Regions from separate parts of the Drosophila melanogaster genome. Here region 2 is linked to region 1. Evidence: chromatin contacts called from public HiChIP or PLAC-seq data. All regions are on one chromosome and are shown on one strand. Each heading gives the region's core, a stretch centred on a gene start, on an enhancer-like site or on the middle of the called end of the contact. The rest is flanking DNA. Distances are from core to core; before and after follow the strand shown. Region 1 holds the start of hth (homothorax). Region 2 holds the start of Phyhd1 (Phytanoyl-CoA dioxygenase domain containing 1).

Region 1 (4,296 bases), core at 1,304-3,803:
AACATCACTGTAGGTGTTCGCAAGTGTGTGCCTGTGTGTGTGCGTGCGTGAGTGTTTAAATCATATTGGCTGGCCCCCCAATTGGTGTGAGTGCACGTGTATGGGTAAGCTTTCCCTCTCTGCCCTCTCTTTCGCTCGTCTGGGATTGGAAGTTTCCAAATGCAATTTTCCTTGAGGTTTTCCCGAGTCGGTTCCTTTTCGGCTTTCTTCTTTCATTTTTTTTTCGCTCACTGGGTGGAGGCCCAGCCCCCTAAATTCGCTTCCTGCCCCTCCTTTTGTACACCCCCCCCCCCACCGTTCGCTCTTCTCGCTTCTTGATTATTTTCCTTTTTCGGTGATTTAAATTTCATGGTCCCTTCAATTTGGCAAAGTTCTAAATATTAAATTAAATTCCTGCTTCATTTGCAAAAATTCTTGAGCTTTTCTGGAGCTGTCCGCTTTATTTGCATTCTTCGAAATTTAAGTTATCTGTTCTTATTAAATTTCATCTGAAAACATTTTTTCACTCAGTATTATTCTACGAACTAAGTATATTCTATTCCTCAATTAGCGCTTCTCAGAAAACCTCGAGTTTTCTTAAACAAATAAACTTCATTTGTCTAACATTTCGTTGGGATCCTTGAACTTTGCTACCGCGTCGATCGATCTATTCGAATTTAACTTGGTCACCGATAAGTCTGAAAAGTTCCCACACTTAAGCGTTTCACTAATTTATTGCACTTAATTGATTCGATTTTATGTGATTTTTGTTTCACATAAATTACTTGGCTTTTGGCCCGAGCAGACGCACAAAAGTTGGACGTCTGAAAAAGCCAAAAGAAAGCGAGTCCCGAAACGAAAAAAGGGAAAAAGCAACCGCAAATCAATCAAAGTCTCATAAATTTGTCAAAGTGTTGACAAGACGCAGAAACAGAGCACCTATATCATACATAGTTCCCAAGATTTTGGGGGTTTGGGATTTCGGGATGAAATGGCAACCAGATTAAGTGCAACATCATCTTTTTGACCAGCGAAAACAGACACGGGAAATCCTTTTGGCGAGCGTCGGAAAACAAACAAGGCTATTTTTCATTTTCCTAAAAACGCCGGCCAAATCGCCCCGTCTCTCTCGCTCGCCAGTATCCCCGTCTCTTTCGGCGTAATGGCAACTGCAGCGCCAAGCCAAAAATACGCTGGTGAAAAATGGCCTGGGAATATGTGTTAACTGCTTTTTAAACTGCCACGAGGACGACGACACGACAGTAACAATAACAGCAACAATAGACAGGATTTCGGACTGAATACGAAGATTGGCATACCTTGTTACCCTGTAGTTATTGGTAAAACAAATTGGACTAATTTATTTTAGTTTAAAATGTAAAAAAAAATTTGTACAATCACGCCGAAGATATCACAATTGACTGAAAATTGCCCAAACATACTTGTCATCAAAAAACTTGTTCAAATAATGCAAAAGCCCGTTTCCTCAATTTTTTATTTTTGGTTTGAGATGTAACACCATTTGTACAGGGTATATAAAAAACCAAATGAGAGTAGATTCGCCAAACAGGAGCGCAGAATGACCTGCAAAATATGCAATTTTCAGCGAATGTTTTTGACAATTTATCGCCGTTCCATTTGTTGTTGTTCCCCAAGAAGTAAGAAAGAGAGAGAGAGGAGAAACTCGAACAGCTGTTTGTTGTTGTCAGGATCGCATATCCTTCCAAAGTGGCCAGATCACCGTTACAAGCCAAAAGGACGCAATAAAGGAACTGCAGCGAAAAGTTTGTTTTTGTCGTCCACGTTTCTTCTTCTTCTCCTTCAAGTTTCTTCTCTTTTTTGCCGCTTTTCTTCGAAGGCGTTGCCTATTCGGGCAAAAGTGTGTGTGTGCGAGTGTGTGTGGGGGCGCCAAAAGAGAGCGAAAAGTGAGCGAAAGCTGAAGCTGATGGACAACTGAAGCTTTCTCGCTGCCTTTCAACCTGTAAAGGTGCGGCGAAAAAGAGCCAAGCTGCCAACTGCCACTCACTCAAGCGAAAATAACAAATGGGATTGGTTTTTGCTGATTTTCGACGCCGACGCCGGCAGAGGGGCGAAAAACCCATAAGCCGTCTCCTTTTGGCCAAAGCCAAATAAATTTCAAACGCGGCGAACATTGCGCAAAAAGAGGCGAAAACTGAGAAAGAGAAAGAGATAGAACACCGCTGTACGGTACTGTATATGCATGTGAATGACAAGTGTGTGTATGACAGAAGAGGCGTACCAACAAATCAGTCATCGTCGCCCAGGATGCGAGCGCGCCTGCGCAGGCAATTCGCCGGAGCGTTCGCATAAACCATATATTCCTCTCGCTTGCACTCGCTGAGTTATGGCCAAGAGCGAGTTAATGGCACAATTGTTGCATCTGAACAGAGCGGGGCAGCTGCATGATTGACAATCATGCCGCACCGCTTGCACCCGTTGACTTTGCTGTTGTTTGTCGCTCAGCGCTCTCTTCGCTGTTAGTTAACAGCGATGTTAGGAGTGGAAACACGTCCGACTGTAGCGTAAATTCAAACGTATCTGGCGGGTTGGTTTTTCGATGAAATATCTTTCATCCGCACAGTGTATTTTTGACTGCGAAGCGCGTACGACGTGTGTCTGTGTTGCGTTGCGTTCGAATAAAAAAGAGAAGAAAAGCGAAAAAGTGTTGCCGTCGGTGAAGTTTATTATTATTATGATTATTATTATTGCCCGTTAACCACGCGTTTTGCCATCAATCAACAAATAAACAACACAAGAAACACTTTGGAAATCGCGCGCGTTTTTCCATCGCGCGAACAAAACAATCACGTTTTTTAGTGTGTTTTTCAATCACAATCGAAAAGTTCTCCTTTTCACAATTGAAGGCCAAAATAAATACTGTTATTTGAGGGCCGCGGAGGGAATTTCTTTCAACGAGGGGATCCCGCCGATCCCCCCGCAAAAACAAAGAAACACGCAAATTGCCGTCGCAAAAACACAACAGAATATATTGCATTATATATTAACAATATAATTTGTTCATCTCTAGTAACGTAGTATGTAGAAGCAGCTGTGATAAATAGTGCGCATATTATACGAAAAAAGCAAAAAGAGTATACGACAAACAAATAAAAATTAAAAGCAACCACAACTACTACTATAAAAATAACCAAGGAAAAGGCAAGGAAACTCGCAAAACGAGAGAGAGAGGAAAAGGGAAAAAACGCCATGGATTTATGACAACAACAAATGCAACCCAGTAACAAATGATGTTGCAGCAACTACTACAATACACGAGTATACCAAGAACATCAACAACAACAACTGCAACGGCAACCAACAACAAATTGTATACGATTTTTATAAACCAAACAAATGCTATGTAAATAATTATTATAACAAACACACAAGTAAAAAAAACATTCAAAACCAGATCTCCCGCTCTAGAAAACAAACAACAAACGCGCGCGTAACAAAAACGACAACATCAACAATACAACAAGTATACAAACGTAATAATAATACATAAAATCTAAACAAATGTGCCTGTGTTAAAAAAAAAGAAAGCAAAATCAAGAAGCAAAGCGTTCAAAAAGCAAAGGCTTCCCAATACATGAAAAAAGTGCAAAACATATATAAAAATCCAAGAAAATAACATCCAAAACTGAAGAACTGGAAAAGCCAAGAGTAAATCTAAGGACTCCACACGGGCAGCTACAGTAGAGCTTCCCTAAAACCGAAGCAGTTGCAGCGGCGGAGCGGGACGTCGGTCAGTGTGTTGCGCCCCCATTTGTTGTTCCTACTGTAAAAAGTGGCACAAATCGGGTTAGACGTCGCTCCCAGAGCATTAATGGCTCAGCCCAGGGTAAGTAGATCCACCAAAGTTCACTTTCTAAATATATAGAATCCATATAGAATGGTCCCCCGAGAGTGTTGTTATCCTTAAACAAGTTCCGACGGCTAAAAAACAAATGGGGTTCAGTCAATTTGTAATCAAGTCAAGTGGTGCCGACGGCACTTACAGGTTGTAGTTTATGATGATATTGTAACAGTTTTCATATCATGGATATGTTACCAGTGTAACCAAATCAATCTATAACCAGAATACGCAAAAAGTTTTAAAAATCTTCAGATATTAGTTAATCCAACTTCATGAAGTAGATCTATATAAATATTTCTTATACATGGCCTCCAAGCTTCTCCAATTTAACCCATTACAATCAATTCAATGGGGAATAGTTCTTGTTTATTAGAGCCCTATCAAAATGAATTTTAACTAAGCGTTTCTGAGTGTGTGTGTGTGTGTGTGCTTATGTG
Region 2 (4,296 bases), core at 455-2,954, 67 kb before region 1:
AGTACTAAGTCACAGGCAACATGGCATAAATTTCCTGCCTGCTTATTTATCATCTGGCCATTTTGATTTGGCGACTCTTTATGGCATTTTCAGTGGAAGTTAGTCGCCGGATTTAGTTAGTTGGCTGCCTAGTCAGTGGGTGTGTGCGCCGAGTGTTGGACGACAGATGGGTCGAGGTGCAGTCAAAAAGTGGCACTTACGGCCTTTGTTTGTGCCTCGTACGGCTCGAACTGGCCAAAACAGCATTGAAGATCTGCAAATATTTGTGTATTTGCACACAAGTGCGGCAGACAAGACCGAAATTAAGTTGTCAAGGAAATATATAACAAATATTAAATGGGCGGATAGTTTGAGCGAACTATGGTGAACTAACATGGAAGCTGTTTGCACTCCTCAAGTATTGGCAAATATTATTTTCAGTGTGGGATATGCCAACTGTGGGCAGGGAACTTTAATCTGCGGATAATGTAAGCCAATAACTCAATTTGTGTAATTAAAATATATGAATAGTAGATATTTTCATTACATGGATAATTTATTGTCTTGTATCTTCAGGGATAATTAAAGTTGCCCTCTTAACTGAGCACATAAACATAATTAAGTTGCCAGTTTCCAAAAATTTGTTAACTAGCTTAACTAATGAATAATCCAATACTCTCAGCTTTGTTAGCCACTGTTAAAGTATCTGCAATTAGCCGCGGGAGCAACAATAGTTTTGCATACATCTCTTGCGCGCCGTGAAAAGCCAGTGAGGCAATCGCAGTTACAAAAGTCTGGCGGGGAAACAAACGAATAACGGCCCACGCACAGACGGCAATTAACTGGCACACAGCCACACAAAAGACCACTGAGAGAAAAATGTAGTATGCATCATCGATATGTTCTTTCTTGATGGTACACTCTAGGTATATAATATTTTCTTAATTTCAAATACTTGTAAAATTAATTTTTTTCAGTGTAGTTACATGTGCATTTGACTCGAGGATGCCTAATGATCATATGCATGAACATAAAGACAATGAAGTCATGTGGAAGACCCAGACCGCCGACTGATGATCACAACCGGCACACGTGTGTAAATAGAGGAATATGGGTTTTCTATGGGAAAAATGAGAATTATTTATTGTATGTATACTTGATGGGTAGCAAAATTAGTTTGGAGATTGCGCCACACACAACAATAACGCAAAACTAAAGGGGACAAACAAACCCAAACTAAAGTAATTCTTATATATCAAAGTCAATGGCTAGCCTGACATACATAACGACTGATAAAGAAACTGGCAAGAGAATTATGAATACTATGGACGAAAAAAATGTTTTGCGAGGCGACGTTTAAATGCCCTTGCACTTATAAAAAGTTTATAAGTGTATTGCTTTATTCCGCCCGATGATTTTTGTTTATAAAGCGCACTTAAATAGTTTTGAATGATAACATTCATATATACATACGACTTGCATATGTAAGCGACAAAATTCCTAAGCTTATGCTTAAAATCGTCGTACATATACCCGTACTATAAAGAAGGGTATAGCAACAGCAGCGGCAACACGCGCTGAAAGTCAACAGCGCCGCTCTCTGTTATCTAACAGAGGTAGAGAAGTGTAACGGTTAAACGCCGCGTGGGAGCAGCCGCTAGTCAGATATTTTCATTTTCGAGCGTTTTCGAAAATTTCTCTACCGATCAGTTTTAAAAGACACGCCAAACAGTGCGAAACGTTCTCGAACGCTACGGAAAAGAATTCGAAGTACAGAACCAATACAAAAGTTCGGCAGTTCGCATTGTTTGAGTTGAAAACAAAAGTAAAATTTAATTCATTTCAAAATAAACAAACAGAAATCGACACAAAATGCACAGCAAATTGTTGGACGAGGTGGGTATTTATATTCAATCAATCGATCGAAATTTTCCGTGTGCATATAACTACATATTTTGGAAACCAACGTATTATTTATTGGAAGCACTCTTAGTTAGTCATCTTCATCCTGGGATGACTTGTTCCCAAAGAGTCATCGTGTTATTTACAACCATCTGCATCATAAACATTTCGTTGGCTCGGAAAATTCAATGTCGGAAAAGCATTCTTTTGTTGCTCTGCAGAATAATGAAAAGTCAAGGAAATTTTTGCAGATTGAGGAAATGTTTTCAGATTCTGGAAATTTCACCTATTTGGTTAAACCAAATACACAGAACAACAACTCTTAATACCAGACTAGTTTCCAAACAACGTGTGGGGCTCATAAAATTGACACGGTGGTTAATTATGGTTTAGAATTGTTTGTTGACAAACTGGTTTGCACTTGGACAACTTCTTGATTGAATTGAATATTTAATTCAGCATAAAATAGATTCTACGCCCAAGTTCTAGTTCACCAAGCTATTACTAAGCATGTGGATTACAAACTATTGCAAAGTTCCCCGTGCAAACAAAGCTTCACTGCAAGCACTTGCCATTATCAAATTCAAAGCGATTACAAAATCAGCTGGCTAAGCATGTTATATGACAAACGGTGAGCATACGTGATGAATGCAACTGCTGGCTGATTGCTGACCCTCTGGTGTAATTTTCCATGCACACGCCTTTGTAATGGAAACACAAACATATATCTACGGGTAAATTGTGCATAGAGCACCATCCGGAAAATGGGCCCACTTTCCCGCCCCTCTTTTTCTTTTCCGATGATTTATCTTCGCGGTTCTGTTAGCGTCAGATCGACAGCTGACCCGATCTCTTTCGTCTTTTCGATCACTTCAGGTGATTTTGTCGGCTGCCTTTGAGTCACGACGACTATTTTTACTCTCGTTTTTCATTTTCAAAATTCTCGCTCGAGCAATTTAAATTTATTTAATTTAACCAAACTCATGCCACTAGGAACCGGGAGAAAGAATGGAAGAGCACCCACAACAAAAGTGATTTGTTTGTTGCGAGTCGAAATTCTATTGCTCTTCCTGAAAAGTCAGGCATAAATCTAAGAGATATTAATTGTTCAACAAAGCAATCATTTATCTTTGTTTAGATGCCACTATGAGTATCGTTCTCGATCGCCAATCCACTATACCCTTTCTAAAATATGCGCTAGGAGCAGAGAATGTGTGAATTTTCAATTTTACGTTGACTGATTTCAATGAATGAGCACGGATTTCGGTTCGTGGGTTTATGTCAGGCAGAATTAACATTTTGACGTGCACCGGAATTTGTTAATTAGCGAACGTTAGAAAGGTGAACAAAGTGAACTAGTGCACTGAGCGAAAAGGACAGTCTTTAAAAAAATACTTATTGTATTTTCAATGAAATGGTTAACGATCTATTTAAAACTTATATTTGTTTTCATACTTTCAAATAGTAGTTTTCTATATTGGCCCATTTATGTTGCTAATTTTTTGCGATGTAGTTTGCTGCGATTATGGTATAATACCCGTAAGTTCGAAATAGTAAGCGCGTGCCCATTATGCAGTCGGTCAATCGGTCAGTTGGTGCGATAATGCCTCCAGACCCCGTAGAGTCCGGTTAGAGATTGCCGGACCCGCCAGACCAGACGGCGCAGCCGATAAGCAATATATGTAGCTTAAAAAGATTATTCCTTGAATTGACTGAAACCTTCATCCGCTTTCCTATTTTCAGCTGAATGAAAACGGCTACATTGTCATCGAGGACTTCCTCACTGCCGAGGAAGTGGACTCACTGTACCAGGCGGGAAGAGCTCTGTGCCTGGATGCTCCGCAGAACAACAGGAAGATCTTCAGCACCATAAAGCAGGAGGATGCACAGGGAAAGGAGCTGTACTTCATGGAGTCGGGAGACAAAGTGCGTTACTTCTTCGAAAAGGGGGCGGTGGGAGATGAGGGCCAGCTGCTGGTGGATCCCATGATCGCCCTCAACAAAGTGGGGCATGCTCTGCACGTGGAGCATCCTGCCTTCAATGCCATCACCTTTAGCAACCGAGTTCGGGAGATCTGCTGGCAGTTGAACTACAATAAGCCGGCCGTCTGTCAAAGTATGTACATCTACAAGAATCCGGGAGTGGGTGGCGAGGTGACGCCCCATCAGGACTCGTGGTTCCTGCACACGGATCCCAACTCGGCAGTGGGCTTTTGGCTGGCCCTCGAGGACTGCACCCTGCAGAATGGTTGCCTGCAGTTCATCAAGGGATCACACAAGAGTGGAGTCCACAGGCGCTACCTTCGCAATCCCGACAAGGATGCCAGCGAACTGATGGTCTACGATCGGGCAGCTCCCATTTATCCGCAGTCCAGCTTCACGCCAATGCAAGTCAGCAAGGGTAAGTTGATAGAA

Evidence for each region. HiChIP or PLAC-seq counts read pairs in DNA pulled down with a chosen protein or histone mark.
Region 2: an H3K27ac HiChIP or PLAC-seq map of the Kc167 cell line shows a contact between it and region 1, with 2.2 times the contacts expected there. The contact joins the promoter of Phyhd1 here to the promoter of hth in region 1. A contact is called at or near these places in 5 of 107 Hi-C or Micro-C datasets (the Clone 8 cell line, the Kc167 cell line, the S2 cell line and 1 more) and 1 of 6 datasets of contacts at active chromatin or transcription factors (the Kc167 cell line).

What each region holds. Positions count from the first base shown.
Region 1 is chr3R:10,612,533-10,616,828 of dm6, reverse strand. It overlaps hth (homothorax), which reads left to right and starts at 2,553. Exons shown (of 14, transcript NM_057228.5): 1 at 2,553-3,844. The coding sequence starts at 3,830.
Region 2 is chr3R:10,678,333-10,682,628 of dm6, reverse strand. It overlaps Phyhd1 (Phytanoyl-CoA dioxygenase domain containing 1), which reads left to right and starts at 1,704. Exons shown (of 3, transcript NM_001104270.2): 1 at 1,704-1,875; 2 at 3,625-4,282. The coding sequence starts at 1,852.